Linked DNA regions of Salmo salar: region 1 is linked to region 2. A link is a contact called in public Hi-C data. All regions are on one chromosome and are shown on one strand. Each heading gives the region's core, a stretch centred on a gene start, on an enhancer-like site or on the middle of the called end of the contact. The rest is flanking DNA. Distances are from core to core; before and after follow the strand shown. Region 1 holds the start of atp6v0e1 (ATPase H+ transporting V0 subunit e1). Region 2 holds the start of LOC106604296 (cytoplasmic polyadenylation element-binding protein 4).

Region 1 (3,517 bases), core at 976-3,475, 150 kb before region 2:
ATGTTTCTTCATGGTATAGTTTGACTAGTATTGGGGCTGAGATGTTTCTTCATGGTATAGTTTGACTAGTATTGGGGCTGAGATGTTTCTTCATGGAATAGTTTGACTAGTATTGGGGCTGAGATGTTTCTTCATGGTATAGTTTGACTAGTATTGGGGCTGAGATGTTTCTTCATGGTATAGTTTGACTAGTATTGGGGCTGAGATGTTTCTTCATGGTATAGTTTGACTAGTATTGGGGCTGAGATGTTTCTTCATGGTATAGTTTGACTAGTATTGGGGCTGAGATGTTTCTTCATGGAATAGTTTGACTAGTATTGGGGCTGAGATGTTTCTTCATGGTATAGTTTGACTAGTATTGGGGCTGAGATGTTTCTTCATGGTATAGTTTGACTAGTATTGGGGCTGAGATGTTTCTTCATGGTGTAGTTTAACTAGTATTGGGGCTGAGATGTTTCTTCGTGAAGAGGAATTCATTTTGGGGTTCACAATCGGTTTTCACCACTGTTTTTATCGAAGTCGACCTAGAATAAATCCTCACATCTGTCTTTTCCCTCTTCCCTCCCAGGTTGTGATCACCAGGCTAAAGCTGGACAAGGATCGCAAGAAGATCCTGGAGCGTAAGGCCAAGTCCCGCGCTGACGGAAAGGAGAAGGGCAAATACAAGGAGGAAACCATTGAGAAGATGGCAGAGTGAAAATCTATTGCTTACAATAAACTGCTGTACAAATCAATTTCATTGTCTGTCGTAAATGGAAGTATTAAAGTTACTCTGGTTTAGCATGGTGGAACCAGCCTGATTGCATGATGGTTCACAATCTTTGTGCACACAATTTTCTTTTCCAATTACGTTTTCATGTCCTGAATAAAAATCAAAAGTTCAATGTGTTTACATCACATTTTGAACTCTACGGATAGTTTTGTCAAACTTGCGTTAAATAGCAAATGTGCCTACTCTGGTCTTGGCACCTGCACTCACAGATACTGTGTGGGTTGGCTAGTCTACATATTGAGATTATTATGGATAAGTGCAAGACTGTTTTTCAAACATCGATCATGTCACTAGATTAAGACCATTGATATTTATTGAATAGGAGCATCAATATCATCGTGCACTTTCACCACCCCCTGTGAAGTTCATAATGTATTTAATCTAGCCAAATGTTATTTAACTAGGCAAGTCAGTAAAAAATATTTACATTGACGGCATACCCCGGACGACGCTGGGCCAATTGTGCGCCGCCCTATGGGACTCCCAATCAGGGCCGGTTGTGATACAGCCTGGAATCGAACCAGTGTCTTTAGTGACACAGCACTGAGATGCAATGTTTTACCGCTGTGCCACTCGGGAGCATGCTTTCCCGAGTTGTAGTGGGAGGACCACACAACATGCCATCGCTTGACAAGTTTAGTTCGATATGATGGTATATCAATATTTGCGCATAAAAAGGTTTCCACCGCAATTTGTCGCATAACACATTTTACCGACACGAAAAGACACCTCCGTCTGACGAAGATTGTACCAAGATTGTACCAATAAGATTGTACCAACACTTCTTGGTTTTAATAAGTTTTGACTTTATTCGCATAAAAAGTGTGGATGGAAACGTGGTTACTGTATGAGTGCTGATTTAGGATCATCTGTATCCCCTGATATCATGATCTAATCTAAATGTTAAACCGTATCAATTTAGCACTGGACTGTTAATTTAGCACTAAACGGGCAGTGTTTTGCCTATACAAACCCAAGCTTTAGCCAAGGAAAATGTAAAGGTTTGCATGAATGAAATAGTTGGATGGCTTTAGACTTCGTGTAATAACGAAGAGAGAATAGAGCTCGTCAGCTTGTAGTCCTAAAAACCGGAAAATATATCTCTGGTTCGTTCAGCCATTCCTATGTGGAAAATGAATGTGGAAAGAATAGAGTTTTGAGGTTTAGGAGATCTTATACTTTTTGTTTCTATGAGATAATATCAGCCAGTTAACATTTATTTTATGAATTATTAAGCCTTTTATGTTCTTTGTGTTTTTATTACGTAAATGCTTCAAAATTCACAAAAAGTAACGTTAGGTGATGACGCCTATCTCATAGAACAAAATGTATAAGATATAAGCCTGTGTTACCACAGACCTTATTTTCGGCGTTTATCCAAAAACCCTACAAAAACAAAATGTTCCCATAGGATCAGTTTCCTCGAGAAAACACTGGTCTAGGATCAGTTTATGAAACTCTTTTGCTACCGCCACACGCCCAGTTTACTGTGGCGACATCATGTGATCCATACTTCCTAGTCCGGCAACACTTCGCTATTTTGGCGTTGAGTCGCGTTGCCAAGTGTATACGTTTACTTTCTCTACTTTTAAAGCTATTTACAAAGACAGACATGGCGGCGCTTAGTTTTGTAATTCCCATGTCGGTAATGACTCTGTTTTGGGGGATTATTGGTGGAGTTGTGCCGTGGTTTATCCCCAAAGGACCGAACAGAGGGTAAGTATATTAGCTAGCTAACATGATAGAAAAACACTATCTAGCTAACTTACATGTTGCTAACAAGAAAAGTTAGTAGTAAGCTCTAGTTTTAACTAGAATAAACTTTAACATTTGACAATGTTTTTAAACTTCTTTGTCCTTGTTGGATAAAAATGTAATGGAATATAGACAAATCAAGATGTCATTTTGGAACTTCCCCAGTCCATGTCTAGTGCCCATCTGCTCTGTCACTTGCAGGTGACTCAAGTTGGCATGATGAAGCCCTATCTGCATGAACTAGGTCTAGTAGTACATCTGAGAAATGAACACGCGTCATAATAAACCATAGATATGAGTCATGTTTTTTGTAGTGGTACAAATGTATAGCCTAATGTCTTGTTACTACTTTGTAGTAATGTTTTGGCCCAGTGGAATAATGCCTCTCTCTCCCCCCCCACAGAGTGATAGTTACAATGTTGGTGCTAACTGCTGTCTGCTGCTACCTGTTGTAAGTATAGTCCTCTCAGGAATGTAGCAGAATATTTCACAGTATCACTGAGGGCCCTTCTTATATTTATTTGGCTCAGTTGGTTGGCACAAGGTGCAGGCAGGCAACATCAGGGGTGTATTCATTACGGAAACCGTTTACTGTTTATGAACCAAACAGAGCAAACGGAACAAAACTGTGAGGGACCTACCTGAATTTGTTGACTAGAAACTCGTATTGATTACACCCCAGTGTTGTGTGTTTGAGTCTTGCATCATGCATAATGTTGGGCCTAGCTAAGTTGCTTTCCATGAAAGTGTGAAACTGGACTATTAGCTTATATTTGGAGATAGTTATGTGCTATGCATATGTCCCACATAGGCACAGAGAGAGAACACTTTACCCTTAGGTTATTCTCCAATTGCAGCTCGATTTCAATGCCCCAACATCAATACATAGTGCTTACCAGTCTGTCACAAATGTAGACAAGCTGAAAGTTGATCATGGTCGGTTTTGCCGGTTAGAGAAAATAAGTGTAGGCCTAGAGTACACCTGTTGCT
Region 2 (3,326 bases), core at 187-2,686:
GTCTGTTTGAATAGACTAAAATGAAACATGACATGCTAGCTCCATCCTTGTGGCGCAGTGGAGTAACTCCATGGATAGAGAACATAAGTTCAAGTCTCACTGACACTGACGCTGTGCCACAATAAAAAATACATGTGTTTGCATGATTAATGGCTAAGCAAATGAATTTCAATGTGTCCTATCTGTGCTTGGAGTTCAAATTGTATTGGTCACATACACGTATTTAGCAGGTGTAGCAAAATGCTTGCGTTTCTAGCTCCAACAGTGCAGTAATATCTAACAATACACACAAATCTAAAGTAACGGAATTAAGAATATATAAATATTTGGACGAGCAGTGTCAGAGCGGCATAGACTAACATACAGTAGGATAGAATACAGTATATATGAGATGAGTAATGCAAAATATGTAAACACTATTAAAGTGACTAGTGTTCCATTATAAAATGGTCAGTGATTTCAAGTCTATGTATATAGGGCAGCAGCCTCTAATGCGCTAGTGATGGCTATTTAACAGTCTGATGGCCTTGAGATAGAAGCTGTTTTTCAGTCTCTCAGTCCCAGATTTGATGCACCTGTACCAACCTCGCCTTCTGGATGATAGCGGGGTGAACAGGCAGTGGTTGTTGTCCTTGATGATCTTTTTGGCCTTCCTGTGACATTGGGTGCTGTAGGTGTCCTGGAGGGCAGGTAGTTTGCCCCCGGTGATACGTTGGGCAGACCACACCACCCTCTCGAGAACCCTGCGGTTGCGGGCGGTGCAGTTGTTACCAGGCGGGGATACAGCCCGGCAGGAGGCTGTCAGTTGTGCATCTTTAAAAGCTTGTGAGGGTTTTAGGTGCCAAAACAGTTAACCTATGCTAGCTGTCTTGTTGAAACATGTCCTCAGAACATTATTTTGTTACCTTCAAATAACCTAGAATTTCCGTTCTCAGAACATTAATGAAAACTTTCAGTTCTCAGAATGTTTAAAAAAGTTCAGTTTTACCGTCAGGAAATGTATGACTTCATTCCCACAACCAATAGGAAACTTCAAAGGAACAAAATGTGCTTGCTGAGTCAAGATTGGCCTCTTATCTTGCCTTTTTCTTGTGTTTAAATGTGTTTAATAAACCCGTTTAATCATAGATGAATATCACACAGAAGTCTTGACTGACTAGATTTTTAAATGCAGGGAGTACTGAATGTATAAAATACATCTAGTTTGAATTTTGTGCATTATTTGCCTGCATGTGGAACTCCACCCATGAATTTCTCAACATCCTTATTTGGGCTGAGAACGTCTTGAACGCAGTGCTATTTCATTGAAAAGGCGTGAGATGGGTGTGGTTTACCCACACATATCCAATTAAACGCCATTCATCTGTGGAAAGGGGCGAGGCCGCAGAGGGAAACCCTTGCAGTCTGTGGGTGGGAGTTGGAGGAGGGGGCGGGGTTATGAGTCGGAAGTGTCTCCCTACTGGCCCAGCTGTCATCGACTAGAAGAGACCATTCGTACCGGTTGACTTGGAAATGCAGAAAATTGAAAAAAGATGAAATATGGCAACATCTAGGAACCATAAGGACATGACGACAATTTAGAGGTACATAATGCACGATATAGAATCCGTTACAGAAATGTAATGTCGTACCAGAGAAATGCACTCATGTTTATACCCGTAGTTTAGAATTGCACAAAAATTATGACGACAACGATTGGTGCTAAGCTATGACATTGAACACACAGGACACGAAACCGACGAGGTCGTTTAAAGATACACACACCATTTAATACCAATATCACCGCAGATCCAGCCCGTGTATCGCTGTCGGTTGAATTTTCGGATACATTGTTTCATTTGTCATCGACATTGTTGCCTATCTGCTTCGATTGCTCGGCTACAATGTATCTACTGTAGTAGCTTGTCGGCTATTACCCTAGCCTAGCGGCTTGTATACGGGGAACTAGGCTACCCTAGATTCAGCATAGACAAGAAACGTCACCAGTATTTTCTTCTTTAACTGGTCGCGACGGAGGAGGTCATTGCAGAAAAAAATCTAGATATTCGGTAGGTGTTGGTGTATTTACCTTCATTTTAACGCACGGGCATAGACACACACCACACTGCATATAGACCTCATATAGACCAACACTGATGATCATAATGTGTTTGATTGACAGGGCACATGGAGCCCAATGCAGCAGCTGTTAGCTTGCTAGCCACATAACGACCTTTGGGAAGAGAAACGTCAACTAATAGCGTAGCCAGCCTGCTTGGTGCTATGTGCTTCTACCGCAGCTAACCTACGCAGGTTAACTCAGGTGTTTTCTGTTGTGGCCTGCTAGTGCTACTGCTATGCTAAGTCTGTTATTTTATCATGTAGTCTTGGCCTACTGTGGCTGAGCGAGTCAATGATTTAATCTCATTGTTACATCACTAGCAGTCTGCAGTTGCAGCAAAGTCACTGCAGTTGGCAAGGCTGGTGTTGTTTTGGATGGCCTGTAGGATCAAATTGTGGAATGATAGCCTTTGTATTTATGTCCCCCCCTGTCTCCCCCCCTCGACCCTCTCTCCCCCCTCCCTCGACCCTCTCTCCCCCCCTCCCTCGACCCTCTCTCCCCCTCCCTCGACCCTGTCTAGTCCGCTTCTCACCCATCTCCCCCTTTTTACCTCACCCACTGTTTTCCCTACATCACCTTTCCCTCCCCTTGCTTTCTCGCGCATGCCTTCACTCCTGTCCTCTCCCTCACCCCCTTTCTCCCTTCAATTCCTCCCTCTCTCCCGCACTCCTCTCCTTCCCTCCCCATGTTATACAGTAGGAAATAGGCCTAGAAGACACTGAGATAAGAAGAACCAAGTTGAGGAGGAAACATCGGCTTTACCCCGGGATTCATAAATGGACGACTACGGCTTCGGAGTCCTGGTGAAGAATAACGGCAGTGGCAACAAGTCTGCTTTCCCTGTGAGGATCCCTCCTCACCTCCAACCCCAGCCCCCCACCTCAATCACCCCGCCAACCCCCCCAGCCCCCCTTCATTCGTCAACAGCACCTCGGCCACCAATGGAGGGGGTAGCGCCTGGCTGTTCCCCTCCGTAACACCCCACAGTAACATGCAGGATGAGATCCTTGACTCCGACAAGTCCAAAGCCCTGGACCTCCAGGACCTGCAGGAGAAGGCCCAGCCGCAGGCCGTCTCCCCTGGGCAGCAAGAGGCCGGAGGTGGCCTAGGGGAGCTGGATGGAATCCTTCCCGAGGACGGCTCCATGGAGAAGGGCTCGTTGGAGACCGGTGGGAAGGAGAAGCTTAGGGGTGGGATGGACTCCCCTCCGGTGCTGGGGGGGTTT

The links. A called contact is a pair of places that touch in the nucleus more often than the background predicts.
Region 1: a Hi-C map of blood shows a contact between it and region 2, with 4 times the contacts expected there. The contact joins the promoter of atp6v0e1 here to the promoter of LOC106604296 in region 2. A contact is called at or near these places in 2 of 3 Hi-C or Micro-C datasets (blood and gill).

Annotation. Positions count from the first base shown.
Region 1 is chrssa05:13,964,209-13,967,725 of Ssal_v3.1, reverse strand. It overlaps atp6v0e1 (ATPase H+ transporting V0 subunit e1), which reads left to right and starts at 2,225. Exons shown (of 4, transcript XM_045717917.1): 1 at 2,225-2,488; 2 at 2,931-2,978. The coding sequence starts at 2,385. LOC100194649 (ribosomal protein L26) reads left to right here. Exons shown (of 4, transcript NM_001245841.1): 4 at 569-734. The coding sequence ends at 697.
Region 2 is chrssa05:13,815,086-13,818,411 of Ssal_v3.1, reverse strand. LOC106604296 (cytoplasmic polyadenylation element-binding protein 4) reads left to right here and starts at 1,436. Exons shown (of 13, transcript XM_045717915.1): 1 at 1,436-1,583; 2 at 2,622-2,973; 3 at 2,976-3,326. The coding sequence starts at 2,878.